2 separate regions of the Arachis hypogaea genome follow, and region 1 is linked to region 2. A link is a contact called in public Hi-C data. All regions are on one chromosome and are shown on one strand. Each heading gives the region's core, a stretch centred on a gene start, on an enhancer-like site or on the middle of the called end of the contact. The rest is flanking DNA. Distances are from core to core; before and after follow the strand shown. Region 1 overlaps LOC112728097 (U3 small nucleolar RNA-associated protein 18 homolog). Region 2 holds the start of LOC112728096 (F-box/LRR-repeat protein 3).

Evidence for each region. A called contact is a pair of places that touch in the nucleus more often than the background predicts.
Region 1: a Hi-C map of an unstated tissue shows a contact between it and region 2, with 3 times the contacts expected there. The contact joins the enhancer-like site here to the promoter of LOC112728096 in region 2. A contact is called at or near these places in 2 of 8 Hi-C or Micro-C datasets (leaf and an unstated tissue).

The regions. Positions count from the first base shown.
Region 1 is chr12:106,949,416-106,953,598 of arahy.Tifrunner.gnm2.J5K5, reverse strand. LOC112728097 (U3 small nucleolar RNA-associated protein 18 homolog) reads left to right here. Exons shown (of 2, transcript XM_025778083.3): 2 at 201-2,129. The coding sequence starts at 216. The coding sequence ends at 1,880. Among protein-coding and RNA genes, the nearest start is that of LOC112728097, 4.5 kb to the left of the region's middle. Within about 2 kb of position 2,403, at least 1 of the 3 cell types and tissues checked has open chromatin away from gene starts, as enhancers often do.
Region 2 is chr12:106,852,306-106,856,850 of arahy.Tifrunner.gnm2.J5K5, reverse strand. LOC112728096 (F-box/LRR-repeat protein 3) reads left to right here and starts at 2,355. Exons shown (of 7, transcript XM_025778081.3): 1 at 2,355-3,346; 2 at 3,856-3,987; 3 at 4,109-4,213; 4 at 4,304-4,545. The coding sequence starts at 2,684.

The DNA of each region.
Region 1 (4,183 bases), core at 1,154-3,653, 97 kb before region 2:
TATTATTTGATGATGTATGCGTATTAAGTTGTTTGATTTCAATTCTGTCATTTAGAGTTGTGGTTTGTTGCTCATTATTTTTTGCCATCTTGGAACCTTCATGATCCTTGCATGAAATCGGATGTTTCTTGTGTTATATATCTCTTTGTAACATCTGTTAAATTGATTGCACCAACAGTTTTACCTCATTTATGTTGCAGAGTTGCTTGTGAGATATGAGTCTGATATCTCAAAATGCTCGCACTAAAGCTAGGAAGACCCAAAGGGTGGAGGACATCAAAGAACCTCTCAATCATGAAGAGGTTGAGGATGGGAAAGATTCTGATGATGAAGCTCTGAAGGCAAAGAAGAGGAAGCGAGAACAGTCAGAAATGCAACAAGTGAGAGAAATGAAAAAGCTGGAAAGCTTTTTGTTTGGCTCTCTGTATTCCCCTGTTGAATTTGGAAAGGAGGATAATGAAGTAGAAATTGGGGATAAAAAGAGCTCGGATTTGTTTTTTACTGACCGTTCTGCAAATAATGTGCTTTCTGTTTATGAGGAAGATGCTGACATTTCAGAGGAAAGTGATGATGATAGGGCTGCCGTGCAGAGAAAACCTGTGTGGGTGGATGATGAAGAAGAAAAGGCCACTATTAACATAGCAAATGTTAACAGGTTAAGGAAGTTGAGGAAGGAAGAGGATGAGGATTTGATTTCTGGTTCAGAGTATGTGTCAAGATTGAGGGCTCAGCATGTAAAGCTGAACCCAGGAACTGATTGGGCACAGATTGATTCGAGGTCCAAAATAGATAGATCTTCTGATGATGAGTCAGATGAAGAAAATGAAGCTGCATTGAACCAAGGTAACAAGGATGTGGATGATATTCTGAGAACAAATGAAGACCTGGTTGTGAAGAGTAGCTCGAAACTACTGCCCGGACATGTTGAATACTCAAAGCTAGTTGATGCTAATATACAGGATCCATCTAATGGCCCAATAAATTCTGTTCAGTTCCATAGAAATGCTCAGCTCCTTCTTGCTACAGGATTGGACAGAAAGCTTAGATTTTTTCAAATTGATGGCAAACGTAACACCAAGATTCAAAGCATCTTCCTTGAAGATTGCCCCATTCGGAAAGCTGCTTTCTTGCCAGATGGATCTCAGGTTATCTTATCGGGAAGACGAAAGTTTTTCTATAGTTTTGATTTGGTTAAGGCTAAGGTTGATAAAGTAGGTCCTTTAGTTGGTAGGGAAGAGAAAAGTTTGGAAAATTTCGAGGTCTCGCCTGATTCTAAATTAGTAGCTTTTGTGGGTAATGAGGGTTACATTTTATTAGTTTCGTCAAAAACAAAGCAATTGGTTAGTACCTTAAAGATGAATGGAACAGTTCGATCCTTAGCTTTTGCAGAAGATGGACAGCAGTTGTTGAGCGGTGGCGGTGATGGCCAGGTTTACCACTGGGATCTGAGAACAATGACTTGCATGCATAAAGGCGTAGATGAAGGCTGCATAAACAGCACAGCTCTTAGTACTTCTCCAGGTGGAAAACTTTTCGCAGCTGGTTCAGACAGCGGAATTGTGAATATTTACAATAGAGAGGAATTCCTCGGGGGCAAGAGGAAGCCTATCAAGACCATTGAGAATTTGACCACTAAAGTAGATTTTATGAAATTCAATCACGACTCTCAAATATTAGCAATCTGTTCAGGCATGAAAAAGAGCAGTTTGAAATTGATACATATCCCGTCATATACTGTGTTTTCCAACTGGCCGCCGCCGAATGCAAGCCTGAGTTACCCCCGCTGTCTTGATTTTAGTCCAGGTGGTGGTTTCATGGCTGTAGGAAACTCTGCAGGAAAGGTGTTATTGTACAAGTTGCACCATTACCAGCATGCATAAAATCAAATTTGGAAGCTCTCTCAAGGTTTGAGAGTAAATTTTTGTATTGTTATTTGTTGTCCAGGCAGGTTTCTGAACTCAGGTTATTGTTGCATTTTTGTCATAAACTAATGAAGCATCATATGTGTTTGTATGCAAGCTATAGAAGGAGAAAACTAGTTTCAAGTCTTTTATTGATTGTTTGACATTAGCTATATTAACTACATTGCTTTATCAATGTTATAGATACCTAGATGAGCTGTTATGTTATATCTGTACACAGTCTGGGTTAAATTGATATTACTAAATGCCACTTCTTGGCACTTCGGATACTGAAAGCAAGGTAATAGCCAATAACTAATAAATAAAAAGGTGAGTGCTACCAAGGCAGATAGATGAAATATTTTGATTGACGTTGTTGCCACTGCTCCTTTATCTTTTCTTTTCTTTTTTTTCTTCTTTTTCTTTTGGGGGGATCTAGGGTGATGCCGCTGCTCTCTTGGAAAATTTTGTAGTGCGTCTCTACAAGTGTTTTGTTTTTTGGTACTCAATTGTTTTATTTTTTATGAGGAACCAAAATTTGAAATATGGGAACTTTTTCATTTGGAGATGTATTGGACTGGACTATGTCTGTGATCTTAGACTGAATTGGACTATGTACTAATTAATTATCCATTGGGCTTGCTAGTCTCAAGATATGCTTCTAATAAAAGTTTACGTACATTCCTCTTGATTTTAAAATTACACTTTTGATCAGAATAAAAAAAGGGAACAATTCTAGCTAAGTTGGGTTGGTTTAATGGTTAACTCACTAGTCTGTTTAAACAAGTATCGGGAGTTTGAATTTTTAGTCATTGGCTTGTCGGATTGGGGATATCGTGGGGAACAAAAAAAAAAAAAGAACAATTCTAATCAAATTGGGTTGGTTTAGTGGCTAATTCACTAGTCTATTTAAGTAAGTGTCGGAGATTCGAATATTGTCTTGTACATACAGCAATTCATTGGCCAACAACAAACCCTTAAATGAAGTTTCGTTCTAAATAGTTATTGGCCTGTCGAGTTGAAAAATACTGTTAAAAAAAAAAAAAAACTTCCTAAACTCGCCCCTCCCTCCCCTCCAAAAAGAAAAATAATTCTATGATGGAGATGTTTTGTATGAAGAAAATGAAGAATGATGTGCATAATTTATTTTAAAAAATTAATAAAAATAAAATAACATATTCTCTTAAAAATGTCTAGTACTATTTATAAAAGTGAATATTTATCTATTCATCATTTTTATTCTTCGAAAAATATAACACTACACTTTTGATGCTCCTAATATCAAACGGCATCAATATAACAATTTTCAATTATCACATAAAATTACTGAAATGTCCCTAGCCTATTGGAAAACACCTCCACCGTGCTTGTTCCCATAATCCCATAATCCCATCCTCCCATGTAGTGATTGTACTTTTGCAGTACTCGACCACGGATCCAAAATGGCAAACAATTATTCAAGACTTTGCTAGGGTTTGAGTCTTCAAGAATAATTAATTTTCATATTTACACAAATATATTTTCCGATTCCATAAAATCTAAATTTCTAATGGAAAGTGTGGGTATGTGACATGTACTTCATACATTTTCAATGTATATTCTATCTTTCATATTCGTAGTTCATATGAGTGATTGGATTTTAATATATATATGTAGTATGGTTAACTTTATATATATAACTTGAAGTAAAGAGAAATTCTTATATATCTATTAAAGAGGAAGAGTGATTTTCCATACTAATTGAAGGTGAACAAATATTTTTTTTAAGTCAAATTCTAATTATGTCTTTCAAAAAGTATTTTTTTAATAGCAGGTATATGAAAATTTTATAAAAACCAAGAAATTTTTTTTATAAACAACACATAAATATTAAAAAAAAAAAACATAATTTTTCTTAACAAGAATACAAAAACTTTTGAACTAAAACCCAAAAATTATAACAAAACATAAAGAAGAAAAGAAAAAAAAAAAAACAAAGTAGCAGCAGCAAGTAGAGCAACAAGAAGTAGGGGTGGCAAAGCGGGCCGGCCGCTCCAACCCGCCCCGCCCCGCCTAGGCCCATCCTATAAACGGGGCGGATCGGCCCGCCCTGCCAATTAAAATGGGTTCAAAATGCTAGCCCGCCCCACTTTATGGCGGATTGGCGGGTTAGCCCGCTTCTTTTTTTTTTTTAAATAAAATTCATTAAAATTAACCAAAAAATAATAATTAAAAAATCAAATACAAATAAAATATAGTCAAATTATAATATAGTTTTTTTATTATTTTTTTAATTTTTAACT
Region 2 (4,545 bases), core at 1,106-3,605:
TTATTAAATTATTAAATTAATTATTAGTATAAAATATATATTAAAATATAAAATAAAAATAAAAAATGAGTTAAATAATATATATATTTATACATAAATATATAATGACTAATTTAGTGATTGATTTTTTAATGTGCAACATAATATTTTTGAGTTAAATTTTACAAATAAATTGTTTAAAAATACATATTGAAGAACATAAAAAATATTCAAAATAACTGATTTGTTTCATTTTATCTTATTTATCTTTAAATATTGTGTAATAAATTCTTTTAGCCATTTAAGAATAGTTATTACAAAAAATTAGTTAATTAACTACCATTTTGATCCTCGAAGTATTGGTTTGTTAGTAATTAATGGTCGATGTTATACAAATATTTATGAAAACTTGATAATTATCCACTTGAAAGATTGATTTTATTAATAAATACACTTTTTTATTTTTCGTTAAAATTGTATAAACAAAAATATCAAACATAAGAGTAAAAATCAATGACATCCTTAGTTTCAAATTCCCTATCCATATTAAAAAAAAAAAAACCATTTTGAGAATTTCACTCAATTTTATACCATATAAATTATTTTTAACCCAAGAGAGTCATACCTGCTATTTATGGAAGATAAATACCCAAAGTAGCAATATGTACGGTCCGGGGTTAAATCAATAATATTAGGTCATCTAAATATTACTATCACATCCATCACCACAAACTCACATTATCAACAAAAAAAAAGTGTAGTACTGTACAGCATAAATTTATTTTTTCAAAAAATAGATTAAGCATAAAAAAATAAGTAGAAAATAAATTGGAGCAGGTTAGTGCGTTTATGAGCCACAACATCCCTGACCTAAAATTCTGATCTATGTTTGTTGTGGAATTTTGACTCTCTCTCTCTCATAATCATGGCACCACCCACCACCAAAGTTTTTTTTCCCCCTCCAACTGTTCTTATCTGAGTCAGGCAGGTACTATGCAAGGCCACCTATAAGTACGGCAATTCTTTTTTATTTTCAAACTTTGGACTTTTCGCAACCTTTTCTCTTTCTTTATTTAAAAATCTTTTATATAATAACATTTCTTACAATCAATAAGAAAATTCTGCTCTATATATATAATTTCTTTTAAATCTGTTTATCTCTCATCGGACCGCCCTTAGATTTGGACTGTAATTTCATACATGTTATCTAAATTTGTAAGTAGTATATAATTATTAATTTAATATGTCATAGATAATTATTTAAATTAATGATAATTAAATTTTGTAATAAAATTTGTGTATATTGATGTTGTCAAAACCTAATTTCAAAGACAACTTTTATTATTTAAAATATTGATTGAACAATTTTTCATTAAATTTTAATTAATTATTTAAAAGTTATTATTTTTCTAAAAAAATACAAATTTTGTTAATAAAATGATATAATTTTATTTTACAACATGTAAGAAATTTTATATATATAATAGAATATAAGAAAGATAACAAGAAGAAGAAAAAGTTGTTTTAAAAATAAATAATTAATTTAAGCAAGAAAAGTAGAAAAAAGGTTAGTGTGAATTATGGGGCAAGGAATGGTCCTGGCCATCGTACTGGCCGCACTTGAATCTGTCCTTCCTCATATAGTCCTCCACCATATGTCATCTGCATCAGATAATGAAAGCCACTCACTAGCCCCTAAATTACCTTCTTACCCTCCCGCTTTTCCACTTATTATTTCCGTTCATACCTGTCCTTCTCCGTACGGCTGCTTTTATCTTCCATATCTGACCAAAACACCCTTCCTCTAGTTATTAACGTTCTATATATCGTACTGCCACTTTTTCTTTCTTTTGTTTTATCAAACAAAATATTATTTAAATATATATTCTTTGGTATATATTTATTATTTGTATGAGTAAAATTTAATTTTATTTTTAAATAGAAAGTAAACATTTTGTTATTTATCGGATAGATTTATTTTAGAATAAAATTAAAAAAATTTGCTACTTAAAATCAATTTTGAGTTCTTCTTCACAATTATAAAAAATATTAATTTTTTTTAAAAATACTATAATTAATAATTATACTACATATACGGTGTATACAAAAAATTAAACATTAAATTAATTATTAATATAAAATATATATTAAAATATAAAATATATATTAAAAATAATTTAAATAATATATATTTATACATAAATATATCGATTGACACGATAATTAATTTTTGATATGTATATACTTTTTTAATAAATAAATCCAACCTATATTAATTGTTATAAAAAATTAAAACATATGAAAGTTAATTATTAGCAATTATCCTTGAAATGAATGTTACATAATAAACTAGGTTGTACCTAGCACCTGACTTGGGGGTTGGAGCAACACAAGTTGAAAAGGAATAGAAGGGAACAAGGGACTTTTTTGTCATTTGAAAGTGTAGATAGATAAGCCCGGCAGGTACACAACGCTCTATTTAGTCTTAAATATAAAAGATGACAAGTGATTGATAGGGGCATTTTAGTCCTTATAACAAAACACCTCACCCATCTTCCTCTCTCGTCTCCAATAAATCAATCATCAAGCAATAAATCTTCTGTTAAACCGTTATAACAAAAACAACTCACTCTTTTCCTCTTCCTCTTCCTCTTCTCTTTTCTTCTTTGGAGGACCAAAAGAGAAAAAAAAAAAAAAACAAATAATGAAGAAGCAGAAACTACTCCACCCAACTATGGACCACGGTAGAAACAACCCCTTCGATGCGTTATCGGAAGAACTCATCTTCATAATCCTCGATTTCCTCGAAAACCAACCATCTTCGCTCAAATCGTTCGCTCTTGTTTGCCGCTCTTTCCACTCACTTGAATCCCGCCACCGCCGCAACCTCCGACCACTGCGCTCCGACCACCACAACCTCACGCGCCTCCTCACGCGCTACCCGAACCTCTCCAACCTCGACCTAACCCTCTGCCCGCGCGTCACTGATCCGACGCTCAACTCGCTAGCCGGCGCGTGCGGCCACGCGCTCCGCCGACTTGATCTCTCCAGGTCGAGATTCTTCACCGCCGCGGGGCTGACGAGCGTGGTTGTCAACTGCCCGAACTTGGCGGAGCTGGATTTGTCGAACGCGACGGAACTGAGGGACGCGGCGGCGGCGGCGGTGGCGCGTGCGAAGAATTTAGAGAAGCTGTGGCTGGCTAGGTGTAAGCTCGTTACGGACATGGGGATCGGGTGTATAGCGGTGGGTTGCAGGAAGCTGAAGTTGATAAGCTTGAAATGGTGCGTTGGTGTTGGTGATTTGGGGGTTGAGTTGCTTGCGATCAAGTGCAAGGACCTTCAGAGTTTGGATCTCTCCTATTTGCCTGTGAGTTCTTGTTCTTGTTCTTGTCTCTAATTTGGTTCAATAGTTAGTATTATGATGTGTCGTCTTTATTTGTTTTTTGAAACAAAAATGGAAAATTGGTTGGTGATTGAAATTACGGGTTGGATTAATGACCTCCACATGTTTGATATTTTGATTTATTTATTTTTATGTATATTTGGAATTGGAATCCGTGAATTATTACTATTACTTGTTAATAATTGTTGATGGTGTTACCAAGTGTATTTGAAACTGAAGCAGCTCAAGTGAGGATAAGTTAGTGATGAAAAGCAAAAATAATGAATTGGTTTTCCAGTTAGTTTTTTATTGGTTTACTATGAGAAACAACAACATTAGATACCATCAATAGTATATAGCGTTTGAGCTGTTCTTTTGATATTAAATTTACTTATTACTGTTTGAATGTAGGGTCGGTTTTTCCTATTGAGTTATAGGTTTTTAGAAAGATCTGGTTGATGTTGTTTGTCTAATTTGTTTATTGTGTTGTGCAGATCACAGACAAATGCCTGCAATCAATATTTAAGTTGCAACATCTTGAAGATTTGGTCCTTGAAGGATGCTATGGCATTGATGATGACAGCCTTGCAGACGATGTCTTCAAACAAGGGTGCAGGACGCTAAAGGTATGTATTTTCTTTTAGATGGAACATTTGTTTGCATCAATTGGTGTACTATTGATTTTTCCTTCTCTTCAACTATGCACTTGTTTTCTTGATCTAACTTGCTACCTGCTGCCTTCTGCAGAAACTTGATATCAAAGGTTGTCAAAATATTAGTCATGTTGGTCTGGCCAAGTTAACAAGTATTTCTGGATGCATGGAGCAACTCATCCTGGCAGATGGCTCTCCTGTAATTGTTATATCTTGGTAAATTTTTTGTTTTCAGTACTTGGGCTCGATGGTTTCAATTGTTGCTAATTGTTGTTATTTGATTTTCCAGGTGACTGTTGCTCTTGCTGATGGTTTGAGTAAACTCTCCATGTTGCAATCAATTGTATTAGACGGCTGCCTGGTTACCTGTGCTGGATTAAGGGCCATTGGAAATTTGTGCATTTCACTTCGGGAACTAAGTCTAAGCAAATGCATGGGAGTGACGGATGAAGCTCTCTCATTTCTCGTGTCTAAACACAGAGATTTGAGGAAGCTTGATATCACGTGCTGCCGCAAGATAACTGACGTCTC